Regions from separate parts of the Mus musculus genome. Here region 1 is linked to region 2. A link is a contact called in public Hi-C data. All regions are on one chromosome and are shown on one strand. Each heading gives the region's core, a stretch centred on a gene start, on an enhancer-like site or on the middle of the called end of the contact. The rest is flanking DNA. Distances are from core to core; before and after follow the strand shown. Region 1 has its middle 10 kb from the start of Gm39331. Region 2 overlaps Gm31374 (a long non-coding RNA gene).

Region 1 (4,080 bases), core at 231-2,730, 610 kb before region 2:
CAACATTTTCCATAATGTCCATCCAATTCAATTAGTTAATAGAATTATGAAATGTCAGGCTGGATGGGTAGAGATAACTCAATGTAACCCATCATTTTTAAAAAATAAGGAAGCCATGCTGAGAAAGGAAAAGCACACAGTAATTCTCTGTGCAGATGCTCTTGGGTTTGGAGGCTCTGGGCTCAGAGGTCTTGGCTAGAAAAGCTTTAATTCATTGAATGCCTGCTGTAGTGGGAGCCCTGTGGTGGTTTGAATGAGAATGGCCCCACAGGCCCCTAGATTTTATTCCCAGCTGGTGGGTTGTTTAGGAAGGATTAGGAGGCATGGCCTTGTTGGAGGAGGTATGTCACTTGGGATAGGCTCTGAGGTTTCAAAAGCTCCCCCCCACACCCCGAGTGCGCCCCCCCCCCCCCGCCTCCTGTCTTTGGATCCAAATATAAGCTCTCAGCTACTTCTCCAATATCATGCCTATCTTCCTGATGCCATGCTCCCAGCCATGATGATCATGCACTAGCCCTCTGAAACTGTAGGCACGGTCCCAACTTAATGCTTTCTCCTCTAAGCTGCCTTGGCCATAGTGTCTCTTCACAGCAATAGAATAGTAACGAAGACAGGCCCTCTCCATAAGGTACTCACAATCTAGGAAGAAGAGTGTTGGGCAGAGTCTGGAAAGACCATCTTATCTTAAAGGAGCTAACTGCCTGGGGAGAGAAGCCAGGGAGCATTGATGGTCATTACCCAAAGTGGGAAATGTCAGCATGACCCCTCTCTAATCTATGTCACCCTGAACCTAAAGCTGGGTGATAGTGCAGCTTGGACTAGAAAAAAATACCAAGGTAAACCATGGCTTCAGGCTCCGTTTACCCTGCCTTTGTACAATCCCAAAGCCTGTGAGCAAGGCTCACCTCGGCCCGACTTTACCCAGCCTTCCAACCCTTTCAGGGTAAACTCTGCTTCTTTCAGCTTCCTCCTCACTCACCCAACACAAATCAGACAGGGGGCTAAAAGGAGGTAGGTTAGATTGCATGAAGCCCAAGGCATCCTGGGCTGGGCTCTATTTCCCGAGGTTTCCTCCCTCTATCCCATTACCCTCAGCCTGGGCTGGTGGGCTCAGCTGTCATGAAATGAGTATCACCCATCTCTGTATGGGCTTATTCCCATTAATCCTGACAGTCCAACTCTAAGCTGGACCAGGAGCTCATACGAAGGGTAAGCAGGAAGGGAGACTCTCGGCAGAGCTCTGTAGTTTGCCAGAAGCCTTCTGATCTAGAGTTACCCTCCAGAGGCACCTAGATTTCTGGAGGGTGGAAGTGTAAGGGTCAGAATACCCTTCGAGGTTCCCCTCAGAATGTAGAGGGAGTGGAGATCTCACCCCATGAGCTAAGAGGAAAAGAAGCCTGGGGTGGATAGGATGAGGTTTGGGCTTCAGGAAGGGGTGTCATGGAGATGGGGATTTAAAAATAAACAGGAGCTAGCAGTCTCTTTAGCCATAACCATGGTAACGGACACCGCTGGAATCATAGCCTGCACAGGGACCATTCCCGAGGCTCCAGAAATGTATGCGGGGTTACATCATTTTCCACTCCTCTTTGTTGGTGTCACTATTGTTGTTTTAAATTCTCCAGGGCTGTGAACACAGCAAACTCAAACACAGGGAACACCATGCAAATGAGTCCCTACATCCTCAGCCTCAAACCCAAGCCTCTTTGCTCGAGCTCCCTCTGAACACGTGCCCTGGAACCGCAGATGCACACTGGGCAATGGGCACCCACACCAACAAAGACACGCCCTGGGATGCCCAAATGTTCACACAAACAGAAACACACATGCAAATGTGTGTTTGTCTATACTCACGCACACATATACTGAAAGATACCTGCTCTTGTAGAAAGCAATAAGTCAAAGACTTGAACTTGGTGTATCGGTGCAGGCCCCATACATGTTTTTGTGATTGCACATGTTCACAGTTCCATCTGATAGCTAACACACGGGCACACTTGCACACAGCAAGTCTCTGGCTGTAGGTTTCATGGAGGTCTGCACACCTGATAGCACACACAGCCTTGGGAGCACACATGTGGTTGGCCTATGTCTTGATACTCTACCTGCTTAAGTATACACGTAACTGATGTCAGCATCTGCTCTCTCCAGGGTATGCAGTTGTCATGAGCAGATGCATGCTCACTGGAATCTCATTGTCTGTAGAGTCATTGTTTCAACTCAGCAAAGGCACATTGTCTAGAGGTACACTTTCCCTGATGTATACACACACATATATACACACACACACTCACAAATAAACACTGTCACACATACACACTCACACACACACTCTCTCAAACATACACACTCACACATACACACACAAATACACATAATCACACACACACATTCACACACTCTCACATACACACACACTCACAAATAAACACTGTCACACATACACACTCACACATACACACTCACACACACACTCTCAAACATACACACTCACACATACACACACAAATACACACAATCACACATACACACAAATACACACAATCACACATACGCACATTCACACACTCTCACATACACACACACTAACAAAAACATACACATGCTCATATACGTACTCTCTTACACGTACACATACTCTCTCTCACATACACACACATACACACACACTCACAAATACACACTGTCATGCATGCATACATACACACTCTCGCATACATATACACACAAATAGACGCTAACAAAAACATATACACTCTCATATACATACTCTCTCTCACACACATACACACACACAGTCACACAGTCACATATATGCACACACACTCACAAATACACAGTCACACATACACACTCACACACTCACAAACATGCACATTAACACACTCTCACATACACACACACACACACACACACATACACACACACTAACAAAAACATACACACTCTCATATACGAACTCTCTCTCACATGTACACACACATGCACATACTCTCACATACACACACTCACACACATACATAACACAAACACTAACAACAACATACATACATATATATTCTCTCTCTCCTCTCTCTCTCTCTCTCTCTCTCAACACACACACACACACACACACACACACACACACTCACACACACACACTAGCTCTCAGCACCAACTCCATTCAAGCACCCTAAGTCAAAGACTTTTCCACATCTCACACAAAACAGGGAGAAGGAAAATTGGCTCAGTCTGGAGGCCTTGGGTTCCTCAGCAGGCAACGTGGAGCAGAAATGGACTCCTAGAGCCAGTGGGTTTTTAAAAAATTGCATGAGACTCCCAAGGAGGCAGGAAAATCAAACCCTCGTCATTGAAAATCCCTACACAGCAGAAGCAGAAATCAACAGAGCTCCAAGAAAAGGCTGCCGCTCCCCCACTTCACCCTCCCTCCCCAGAAGAGAAGACAAACAGAAAACAAATCAAAAAACAAATCTAGATTGAAAGGAGCAATTGTCGAATGAATAGCTCTGGGCTTTCCTCTCACCCCGGGACACATGTTCCCTGACCGCAGGACAAGAATGAGAAGAGATTCCTGCAGGCAGTGGGCAGAGGGACAGCCTGCATCAGGCTAATATTTGATGGCTTCTTGTTCCCAGGGAATGAGGTGAAAAAAAAAAAATCACAGAATTTAGAGGGAAGCAAACTTATTTGGAACCGAGGTCCCTGATTCAGGAAGTATTTGACCTTGAACAAGGTCCTTGACCTCAAGGACAAGGTCCTGAACCTCAATTTGCTTACCTGATAACCAGGGAGAACTGCAAGGGGCCATGCATTCGAGTCTGACTCTACAGACAGAATGGGATGTGATAATCAAGCACTGCCAAGTTCTACTCCACATCTGGCAAAAGGCCAAAGGAAAGGGTTCTGGATCCTGGAACATGGGGAGACTTTGGGCTTTGGTTACAGTTGCAAATGTTCAGAATACTACCCAAGTGAGTCTAGATACCATACTATCCCCTTCCACTGCCTGAAGGTGGGTGGTCTCTTCCAAAAGACCAAGCTCCTTCCTCGTTACATTGAAGGCATTCTCTCTCCTTTTCC
Region 2 (4,302 bases), core at 1,454-3,953:
TCAGGTTGTCACAGGAATACCCCACTTCTGGTACCAATTTGTCTTAGTCAGGGTTTCTATTCCTGCACAAACATCATGACCAAGAAGCAAGATGGGGAGGAAAGGGTTTATTCAGCTTACTCTTCCATAATGCTGTTCATCACCAAGGAAGTCAGGACTGGAACTCAAACAGGTCAGGAAGCAGGAGCTGATGCAGAGGCCATGGAGGGATGTTCTTTACTGGCTTGCTTCCTCTGGCTTGCTCAGCCTGCTCTCTTATAGAACCCAAGACTACCAGCCCAGAGATGGTCCCAACCACAAGGGGCCTTTCCCCCTTGATCACTAATTGAGAAAATGCCTTACAGTTGGATCTCATGGAGGCATTTCCTCAACTGAAGCTCCTTTCTCTGTGATAACTCCAGCTGTGTCAAGTTGACACAAAAAACCAGCCAGTATACACACACATACACCGGCATACACACACATACACATACATACACACACATACACTGGCATGCATACATATACACAGGCATGCACACACATACATCAGCACGCACATACTATTGATAAAATTATAATTTTAAAGAATTACACAGAAAATTTACAGTCCTTTCAACATTTATCCATACAGTAGCCCTATGGAGTGCATGTTATATTCTGCCCTTTACAGGTTAGACAACTGAGGCTCAAACATCCAGCAACTGAACAGAGGATCCGGGATGCCAACCAGATCCTCAAGCACAAAGCCTGGGCCTCTGACCACCAACTACATCATCCACAAAGCCTTTTTTCTTTCTTCCTCATATAACACATCCTGACCACAGTTTCCCCTCCTCCACTCCTCCCAGCCCCACCTGAACCTCTCCCCCTCTCCTCTCCTCTCCACTCCTCTCCTCTCCTCCCCTCCCCTCCCCTCCCCTCCCCTCCTCTCCTCTCTCCTCTCCTCTCACTGCTCTTCCATTTCCCTTAAAAAAAAAAAAAAAAAAGAGCAGGCTTCCCAGGGATTTCAACCAAACATGGCATAACAAGCTTCAGGAAGACCAGGCACAAACCCTCACATCAGGGCCGGGAGAAGCAACCCAGTAGGAGGAAAAGGGTCCCAAGAGCAGGTGAAAGAGCCAGAGACACCCTCATTCCCAATGTTAGGAGTCCCACAAGACCACCAGGCTAACAACCATAACATCTATGCAGAGGACTTAGAATAGACCCATGCGAGCTTCCTGATTGTTGGTTCAGTCTCTGTGAGCACCTATGAGCCCTGCTTAGCTGATATTGGGGGCCATACTCTCCTGATGTCCTTGACCCCTCTGGCTCCCAGAATTCTTCCTCCCCATCTTCTACAGGGATCCCTGAGCTCCAGGGGGAAGACCCAATGGAGATCTCTCTCTCTCTCTCTCTCTCTCTCTCTCTCTGCCTAATGTTTTACTGTAGTCTCTGCATCTGCTCCCATCAGCAGCAGGAGGAAGCCTCTCTGATGGCTGGGATAGGCAGCAATCTGTGAGAATATAAGGATATCTTAGGAATCATTTTATTGATTTTTTTTTTCTATCCTAGGTCTGTGAGCTCTCCAGCCTCTGGTCCCAAGTCACCAGGCAGTGTTGGGCACGGGTTCCCTCTCATTGTCAGGACCTCAAATTAGACCAGTCATGGGTTGGCCACTCTACAAAGCCTTTTAACCTTTGAAATTCTCACTGATTTTTTTCTTAATGGCAGTAAAATAAGTGTTATACATAAGTGTTAAACCCACACCACCATGGGTTTAAATATCTTTAAGATCTTTCTTCCTTTACTTGGAATTGAAGAATTTCGGCAGTAATAGACTACAAAGAATAGAGGAACCAGAAACATTCCCAGAGCAAAGGACTTCAGTCAGCCTCAACACCCTTATCTCTTATCCCTCCCTGAGTCCTCTGCCCTCTAGAAGAGAGAAACATAAGCCTGCGTTGCCCTCTAGTGGCTGTGATGATAATTACAGCCAATACCTTTGTTTCAGTACCTTCTACAGGTACTAGACAGGCACTAGACCCTGAGAATCCAAGGCTCTGCCCACAGCTGGAGCTGAGGCTGGACACTGTGGCCAACGGCCAAACCACACCCCACCACTGACAGGGTGTCAGAATCAGATCTCCTGAATGCATAGCTCAGCTGATAGTGATTACATATCATGGTCAAAGTCCTCACTCTGATTCCTAGCATCAGATAAAACCAGGCACGGTCACACAAGCCTATATAATTCCAGCACTAGGAAAATAAAGGCAGGAAGATCAGAAGTTCAAGGCTATCTTCAAGTACGTAGTGAGTTAGAGGCCAGCCTGGGCTACACGAAACTCTTTATACAGGGGTAAGATCACTTCTATCCTCAATAAGAGCCCCCACCCCCCACAGACACACACCCGACTTCTCCTTTGGACCTAAGAAACTCTGTGTCAGTCCCAGAACAGGACAAGTTACTTCCTTGAAATATCAGATCTGGAGGAAGCCAGAGATGGCAGATGGCATGCAAGCCTGGAACTGGGGAGGGAGGTGGCTCCTCACAGTTCCATCAGCTCTGCAAGTCGAGGCAGTGTGGAGTCACAGGCAGTCCCTCTCCAGTGAAGGCAGCCGGGCCTCCCCTCCACCATTCTTACTTCAGAAGCTAGCTGAACCAGTGGGCCCTCCCCCAGCCCCCAAGGCCGGAGTGCATTAGCAGCCTGCAGGCTGTCAGGAGCAGTTGCAGATGCCCCATTTATATTCCTAAGTAGAGGACTTGTTAATATGGAGCCTGCCTCTGGGGAAATGGGAATGTGCGGGGTGAGAGATGACAAATCACAGCCCGGCAGCCAGGCTGAGAGCACTAATACCCATTTACATCTTACTCATTAGCCCTCACTGGCCAGCGAGCCTTGGCTACCATGGGGCTAAGGGCTGGCCTCCAGGAGCCCCTTTTGGCTCTGAGAAACTCAGGCACTGGTGGTAGGTGGCAGGGTGACCTCTTCTGCCAGCAGGTCACTAAAAGGCCCATGCAAAAGACAACCAAAGTCCCAGCTCAGCCCCACAAAATAGACAAGAGTGAGTCCCAAACCAGACCTTATTCCTTGGGACACAACTCATGCCGCCCCCCACCCTGCACCCCCACCTCCGAATCTCAGATGAAAGAATTAAAGGTCGGAACACCTCCAGTTCATTTTGGCCACACCTAGCCTCCACATGGAAAGGATCTGCCAGTCATTGGACTATGACAGTGTCAAGAGACCCCACTCCCCTACCCACACCCCTAAGCTCACACACAACCACACAGCACAGCCTGCAGGCAGGGCAGGCCCTGGGCTGGGCTGCCTGGACAGTACTTCCTCGCGTGTCTAGAGCCTGGTCCCCAACAGAGCAAGTGTGCAGCTTGAGTAATGGCGGGCACAGATCCACCCGAATCCTGATAAGGGAGAATAATAACTTGTCAAAGATATATATGATATGTGTTTGCTTTCCCGACGGAATATCTATGGGGCTAATTCATCAAGCCGGCGGGCTGGCTGGAGACCCAGGGAGGAAAGCCGGGAGGGAGAAGCACGTGATCGCTAGTACCCCAGTGGAAAGCTGGGAACCCGGGCAGCCTGCGTGGGCCACTGGAAGCTCACCAGGGCCCTGGCAAGCCCTGAAACTGACTGTCCTGGGATTCACCTGACGGTGTCCGTGTGACGCTCCCGGTTTGGGGACCTGGAAGGTGAGCAGATAGAGTGACCCCTTTCCTGGAAGAGAATCAGCCAGACCTCTGTCTCCTCCCACTGCCTTGGGCCTTCCCCCTGTACTCTGAAAGACAGGGTGACAGGAGTACATTCCAAGAATGCTAGAGTGAAGGAAAAAAGAAACGTAAAAAGCGGAAAAAGCACTTGACTCACAGAAGATCCCACCTGCTGCCGACCCACGGCGGGCGGGGCTTTCTGTCTGTTCCTTAGTGATGCCTGATAGACAGCTCCCCCAACCCAGTCTCTGCCTTCCTCCTTTTTGTCACAGTAATAAAAATAACCGAACTGATACGTATCATTACAGCACCCCACACACTCATCTCCGAGGGATTTACCTGTCCTTGAGCACCCAGAGCCAGGGGCCCATCTGCGGGCAGGAACGCCAACACCCAGAACCTCAAAGGGAACTGCCCCTGGAGTTTTGGCCCTCAGCTTGCCCTGCCCAGCCCCCAGCCCCCACGCACCTGATCATCTGTCTAGTCTGTTTCTCCCCAGTTATTCCAGCGTTCCAGAGCGACAGTCGCCATTCCTTCAACACGGGGTGAAGCCCTGTCAGACACCAGGTCTTGGCACTGTGTGCATACTAGAAAGCAGAGACGAA

What was found. Hi-C and Micro-C count contacts between places; a contact is called where the count stands out from the background.
Region 1: a Hi-C map of cortical neurons shows a contact between it and region 2, with 2.2 times the contacts expected there. The contact joins two enhancer-like sites. A contact is called at or near these places in 1 of 484 Hi-C or Micro-C datasets (cortical neurons) and 1 of 9 other capture datasets (embryonic stem cells).

The regions. Positions count from the first base shown.
Region 1 is chr9:46,963,656-46,967,735 of GRCm38.p6, reverse strand. No RefSeq gene overlaps it. Among named protein-coding and RNA genes, the nearest start is that of Gm39331, 10 kb to the right of the region's middle. Within about 2 kb of position 1,480, at least 23 of the 459 cell types and tissues checked have an H3K27ac peak or open chromatin away from gene starts, as enhancers often do. A contact at or near this core is called in cortical neurons, where this site is marked.
Region 2 is chr9:46,351,857-46,356,158 of GRCm38.p6, reverse strand. It overlaps Gm31374 (a long non-coding RNA gene), which reads right to left. Exons shown (of 3, transcript XR_379350.2): 3 at 4,119-4,284. Among named protein-coding and RNA genes, the nearest start is that of Gm31374, 4.3 kb to the right of the region's middle. Within about 2 kb of position 2,703, at least 17 of the 459 cell types and tissues checked have an H3K27ac peak or open chromatin away from gene starts, as enhancers often do. A contact at or near this core is called in cortical neurons, where this site is marked.